2 separate regions of the Mus musculus genome follow, and region 2 is linked to region 1. Evidence: chromatin contacts called from public Hi-C data. All regions are on one chromosome and are shown on one strand. Each heading gives the region's core, a stretch centred on a gene start, on an enhancer-like site or on the middle of the called end of the contact. The rest is flanking DNA. Distances are from core to core; before and after follow the strand shown.

The links. Hi-C and Micro-C count contacts between places; a contact is called where the count stands out from the background.
Region 2: a contact with region 1 is called in a Hi-C map of cortical neurons, with 2.5 times the contacts expected there. The contact joins the promoter of Sphkap here to the enhancer-like site in region 1. A contact is called at or near these places in 1 of 39 promoter capture datasets (stem cell-derived epiblast-like cells), 8 of 484 Hi-C or Micro-C datasets (the HL-1 cell line, cerebellar granule neurons, cerebellum and 3 more), 2 of 115 datasets of contacts at active chromatin or transcription factors (heart atrium and neural progenitor cells) and 2 of 9 other capture datasets (liver and pancreatic islet).

What each region holds. Positions count from the first base shown.
Region 1 is chr1:83,344,618-83,347,253 of GRCm38.p6, reverse strand. All of the region lies in intron 3 of Sphkap (SPHK1 interactor, AKAP domain containing), which reads left to right. Among named protein-coding and RNA genes, the nearest start is that of Sphkap, 62 kb to the left of the region's middle. Within about 2 kb of position 1,348, at least 23 of the 459 cell types and tissues checked have an H3K27ac peak or open chromatin away from gene starts, as enhancers often do. A contact at or near this core is called in cerebellar granule neurons, cortical neurons, heart atrium and 1 more, where this site is marked.
Region 2 is chr1:83,406,911-83,409,546 of GRCm38.p6, reverse strand. Sphkap (SPHK1 interactor, AKAP domain containing) reads left to right here and starts at 1,347. Exons shown (of 12, transcript NM_001356547.1): 1 at 1,347-1,567. The coding sequence starts at 1,540.

The sequences.
Region 1 (2,636 bases), core at 99-2,598:
CTGTAACCTTATAGGAGGAACAACAATATGAACTAACCAGTACCCCCCAGAGCTGTGTCTCTAGCTGCATATGTAGCAGAGGATGGCCTAGTAAGCCATCAATGGGAGGAGAGGCCCTTGGTCTTGCGAAGATCATATGCCCCAGTACAGGGGAATGCCAGGGCCAGGAAGCAGGAGTAGGTGGGTTGGGGAGCAGGGCGGAGGAGGGTATAGGGGGCTTTGGGGATAGCATTTGAAATGCAAATGAAGAAAATATCTAATAAAAAAAGGAAAAAAAAAGAAATCTGAAAAGAAGCAGGCTCCAGGAAAGGGTCAAAACTGAATCAGGAGAGAGGGCTGTGTCATTCTTCCAGGTGATGACTAAATCCCATGAGGCCCTGCAAAGAGAATGATTGCTGGAAGTGGAAGGGACAGTATTCCTCTAAGTACTTATGAGCACAATAGGGAAAATCAGTCTGGGGAAGGGGGCAATCCTCCCCAACTTTCCAAATATCTCTAGACAACTCAAATCTATCCACCTTGCGACACACCCATCAAGTGCAAGGGCTTTTGCTGCCTCTTGACCCTAGATAAAACTAGCCACTTCATTCTTGGACTATTTGGCTGGGTTTGACATTCCTCAAAGCACTTCCCTGCCTTCACATTCTTGGGACTACTTTCCAAAGATGCAGTTGGCTTTGTATGCATATTTTACTATATTTTGCCACAGGGCCTCACCTTGACCAGGCTGCCATTGCACTTCTAATCCTCCTACCTCTATCTCTCTCCTGCTGAGAATACAGTGGATGATGCTAGGTCAGGCTTCTTTATATTTTTCTCAGTGTCTCACTGAGTTCATTTGTGAGCTCAGTGAACATTTGCTAACTGACTGTTGGCTGTGGAAAGTAGAGAAGGAAAATTAAAACAAGGATGGCATATCACAAACAAAGGGGGAGAGAGAACTTGTCAGATGCTAGCAAGATCAAGAAACTGCTAAGATGGAACACAGATCCTATAAATTCCACTGCCTGCCTCTGCTAAGAGAAATCAGGTATCAATCAGCTGCCTATTTAGTTGGGTGATCTTGGTTTTGTAAACATCTTCCTATTTGGTCCCTGGAACAGCTTTCTCAAGTGGCATTGTTATCATCAAATGATGCAAGAACTGACTCTCAGAAGTCCATCAAATTGTCCAATTATACTTGATAGGTGCTTGAGATGAGGAGAGTGTGTTTTCAGTCCTTCCTCCAGATCTTAGAAGCTAAAGGCGAGCATCTTCTCCGATTTAAGTTACCAACCAAAGAAGCAGGCATTGCTCAGCCATGGTAGGACTGAGTCTAATTTGTGAGAGTCACTTCTTCCCTCTCTGTCTCATACCAAAGCTGAGGGCCTGCACCCTGCTACTGCCTGGTGAAATGAAAGCAGTTAGCTACACCGTGGAGCGGGAAGGTTTCTTTCTTTCTTATTCACAACACTCTTGGAACGTTCAGACAAGCTGCATCGTTATCGTTTTAGACTTGGGAATGCGCGGCACGCAGCGCGTTCATTATTAGCCCTCCATCTGAAATAGGCAAGCCTGGAACTAAAAATAGCAGATAACTAAACGAGCGGTGGAGAACCTGGTGAGTGGCTCTCTTTTCCCACTCAAAAAATGACTCGCTCAGCAGGAAGCTATATTCCTAACGCTTCAAAACATTAAATGTTCAAGCACATACTTTTTCCCAAGCACTTCTTATAGTTCTTTGTTCAAACCGTTAGACAAAAAAAAAAAAAGTTACAATTGTGCAACACAATAGGCCAAGTAATTTACTGAAGCTAGCATGTTTATTTTCTTTACTTGTTCTCTGATCAGTCTTTAAAAAAAATTCCCATATCATGTGTATAAGTGTGTGCCTGACTTTGTGTGTATGTGTTTATGTGCATCATGTATGTGTATGTTCCTATAAAGGTCATAAGAGGATTCCCTGGAAATGTAATCACAGACAGTCGTGAGCCACTTAATACGGATGCTGGAAGTAAATCCAAATCCTGTGCAAGAGCAGCGAGTGTGCTTAGCTTCAAAGCCTCCTCTCCACTTCCCTCCCTCCTCCCCTCTCCTTCCCCATTTTTTCCTCATTGTTTTTTTCAGTTTGTTTGGTGGAGACAGGGTTTCTCTGTGTAGCCCCAATGTCCTGCACTCTGCAGACCAGGGTGGTCTTAAATTCAGAGATCCCCCTGCCTCTGCCTCTGCCTCTGCCTCTGCCCCTGCCCCTGCCCCCTGCCCCCTGCCCCCTGCCCCCTGCCCCCTGCCCCCTGCCCCCTGCCCCCTGCCCCCTGCCCCCTGCCCCCTGCCCCTAATGGTCACTGCTACCGGGCTTCTCCCCACCCTCTTCAGCTTCTTATCGTTAGGAAGTGTGAAGTATGAAAGGGAAGATTACATTATGCTTCGTACAAGGGTAGTGTTTACCTCAGATAGCCTGATACTATGATTTTACTAAGAGAAATTGGGCCAGAAGCTAGGAGGGATTAAGAGTTAGCTGACAGAGAATCAGGACTGGCACACAACTTTCAACTAGGGTCCTTAACTTAGACCAGTTGACCCAAATGTAAGATGCATGAGACAACACTATCTCACAAAGATTCTGGCTTGCGTTGAGGCCCTGATATCTGAGAGGCTGG
Region 2 (2,636 bases), core at 98-2,597, 62 kb before region 1:
GTGGTCCACACCTCAGCCTTGCTAGGTAGTTCCTTTCTGGTCTAACTGATAGCTCTGTGGCTATGTCTCCAAAGATGTGCACCAAGGCTGCTACATGACCTCATTACTTCTGAGCTTTAGGCCTCCTCTAAATTGCCACCAAGGTTCTCTAAGGGCTATACAGAGCTCAAAATCTCCCCACCTTCTTTGCTCTCATAACATCTATCTGGGTGGTATTGTGGCTGGTTAGGAGAACCCTCTATTGGTGCCAATTTGTGGAGATGTCAATTGCTTCTTCCTGGAAGGGATGAAAGTCCTGATCCATGCTTAGTCTTTCTTGCACAATTGACCCTACGAGTGACTTGCATCCTTCCAGCTCAGGACACTGGAATATGAACTTCCCCCATAGCCTTTGGTGTTACAGTTTAGAGTGGGATTTTCTCCTCTAACATTCAGCCATCATGAAGCAGGTATCTGTGCATTTTCTGCCTGTCTAGGCTGTTTCTGTCATTTGGCTAGAGACCCCCACTACATTCTTTGCATGGTCAGGCCCCTAGTTGTTCTCCTTGCTTCTGCCAGAATTTTTCTATATACAATTCATAATATGGAGAGTCCTAGTTAGACTTGCAAGAAGCAAAAGGGGAAATTTTATTTATCTCATCTTCCCATTCCTGGAAGTCTCAGGGTATTCATTTTTAGTTTGCTTTTCAATTCAAAAAGAAAGGGCACAAGGTTCCATGCCCTCTTTTTAACAGAGAGTTGCTATCATCAGTGTCTTGATTTCTTTCTTTAAAAAAAAAGTCTGTTTCTGCTCAAAGAGATGCTGAGCAGACAATAGAGCATCAGTAAATCTTGCCTTCGGTTCTGAAAGCTGCCTCAGAAGGATGGCCACTGTCGCGAGTTTTTGAAACTTTTATCTCCTCATAGGGTCAAACAGGTGAGAGATGATGGTGTCCCATTTAAGGAAAATGAGTTACATGGAGACAGGAGAGAGTTAAAACAGGACAGAGGCTTAGAAGAAAGCAAAGGAGCTGGATACATTGACACAAGTGACCACGCCTGCACCTCCTGTTTTGTTGTAGAGGACAAATAGAGGGTCTTCAAGGGGATGTGTGTGCCACCAGTAGGGGCAGCGGGAAGCCAGAACTGCCAGAAGTGAGCCTGTAAATGCAGCCAAGTGGATGAACAACTTCAGGGCTGAGACTTGGTGTTCACCAGAGAAAGCAAGGGGCGGGACTGGACTAAGGGGAGGGGAGTGAGCAGGGAGCAACAGCGAAAGGCACAGAAGGCAGTCAGTCCCCCGAGACCTGGGAGGGAGGCGGGAATTAGGCTGAAGGGTCAAGTCCAGCCAGCAGTTTTCAAGATCTGAGCAGACCACAGGAGGCGCCACCAGGACATCTCTGCAGCGCTTGGTGGCCAGGGAGGAGCGAGCATCAATCTCCGCTGCGGGTCTCAGTCACTGCTGCTCCAGCCTGCACGTCTCTGTCCTCGCGCAGGGCGCTCAGGCTTCTTAGCCTTCGCCTGCGCTGTCAGCTTTTCTCTGCCTGCGGTCAACCATGGATGTCAACTCCCGGCTTTCTGTGCAAAGGTAAGACTCGCTTCTCCATATGCCTAATGTGATGTCTCTCAAACTCCGCTGGGCACTAGAGATCATAGGCAAAGTTGCTTTCCACCCTTTGCTCTCCTTAGAGATTCCCACGGAGAAGTCAAGTTCCTGCACGACTGATCCTTGGGATCGGCCCTTGAGAGGTGGGGGTGAGGGGTGGGGGCTTCAATTCTGTTAGCTACCCCACTGGGCGCCCGGCTGGGTGGGGCCTGTGTGCTGGAGCCAGGTGCCTGCCTCTAAGGCTGGGGGAGGGGGGGCTGGGGGCGGGTAGTGGTGGTGAGGTCTCCTCTGCCAGGCGAGGTATCTGGGGAATCGGGCTTTTAGTGTTATATTACCTGGAGCAGTTTTGCGCCTTGACTTGGAATGCGTTCCAAGGTGGAGAACAGAGACCTGAGGGATCAAGACCAAAGCTGATTTACCTCCAGTTCTGTTGACCTTAACCTGGGTTAGTGTTTGGGGCTTTGGAGTGAGCTACAAGGTCTTGTAGGCTTGGGGAGGGGGAGATCTCTTAGATCTCTCACTGGCACTAACCTGAGCCCACCTGTAATCCTGGGCAGAGGAGACCTCTTTGGTCCTTTAGCATCTCTGAAGCGCTAGTTCCACCTAGTGTCTGAGTCCCTTCCCCAGACCGGTAAGTCCAGCCACCTGAAAGACGTGGTTACAATGTTTTGTTGTTTGGTCTTGTGTTTCCTCTCTCTTTCCTCCTGTTCTGCTCTACTCCGGACCCAGCTGGAGAATTCAGTACTCTATGACTTTTGTTCTTCTCCCTAAAAAATATCCGGGTTGAACCGAGTCTATCTCTCAGGTGCCCAACTGAGCAGGTAGCTTTGAGCCCTTTGTGCTCTCTGCCCAGCAGGAAACTGAGCATTCGCAGTTCACACCTAGAGCTCCTAGTACTGTTGAATGCTGCAGCCTGGGCTGCCATGCTGAGATCCCACAGGCCCACCTTTCAACTCCACCGAGGCTCAGGGCTAATCTTTTAGGCTCTTACTTCTTATCTCCCCACCCCAACTCACCCCACCCCAACCAACCCCAAAAAACTAAGGTAGTT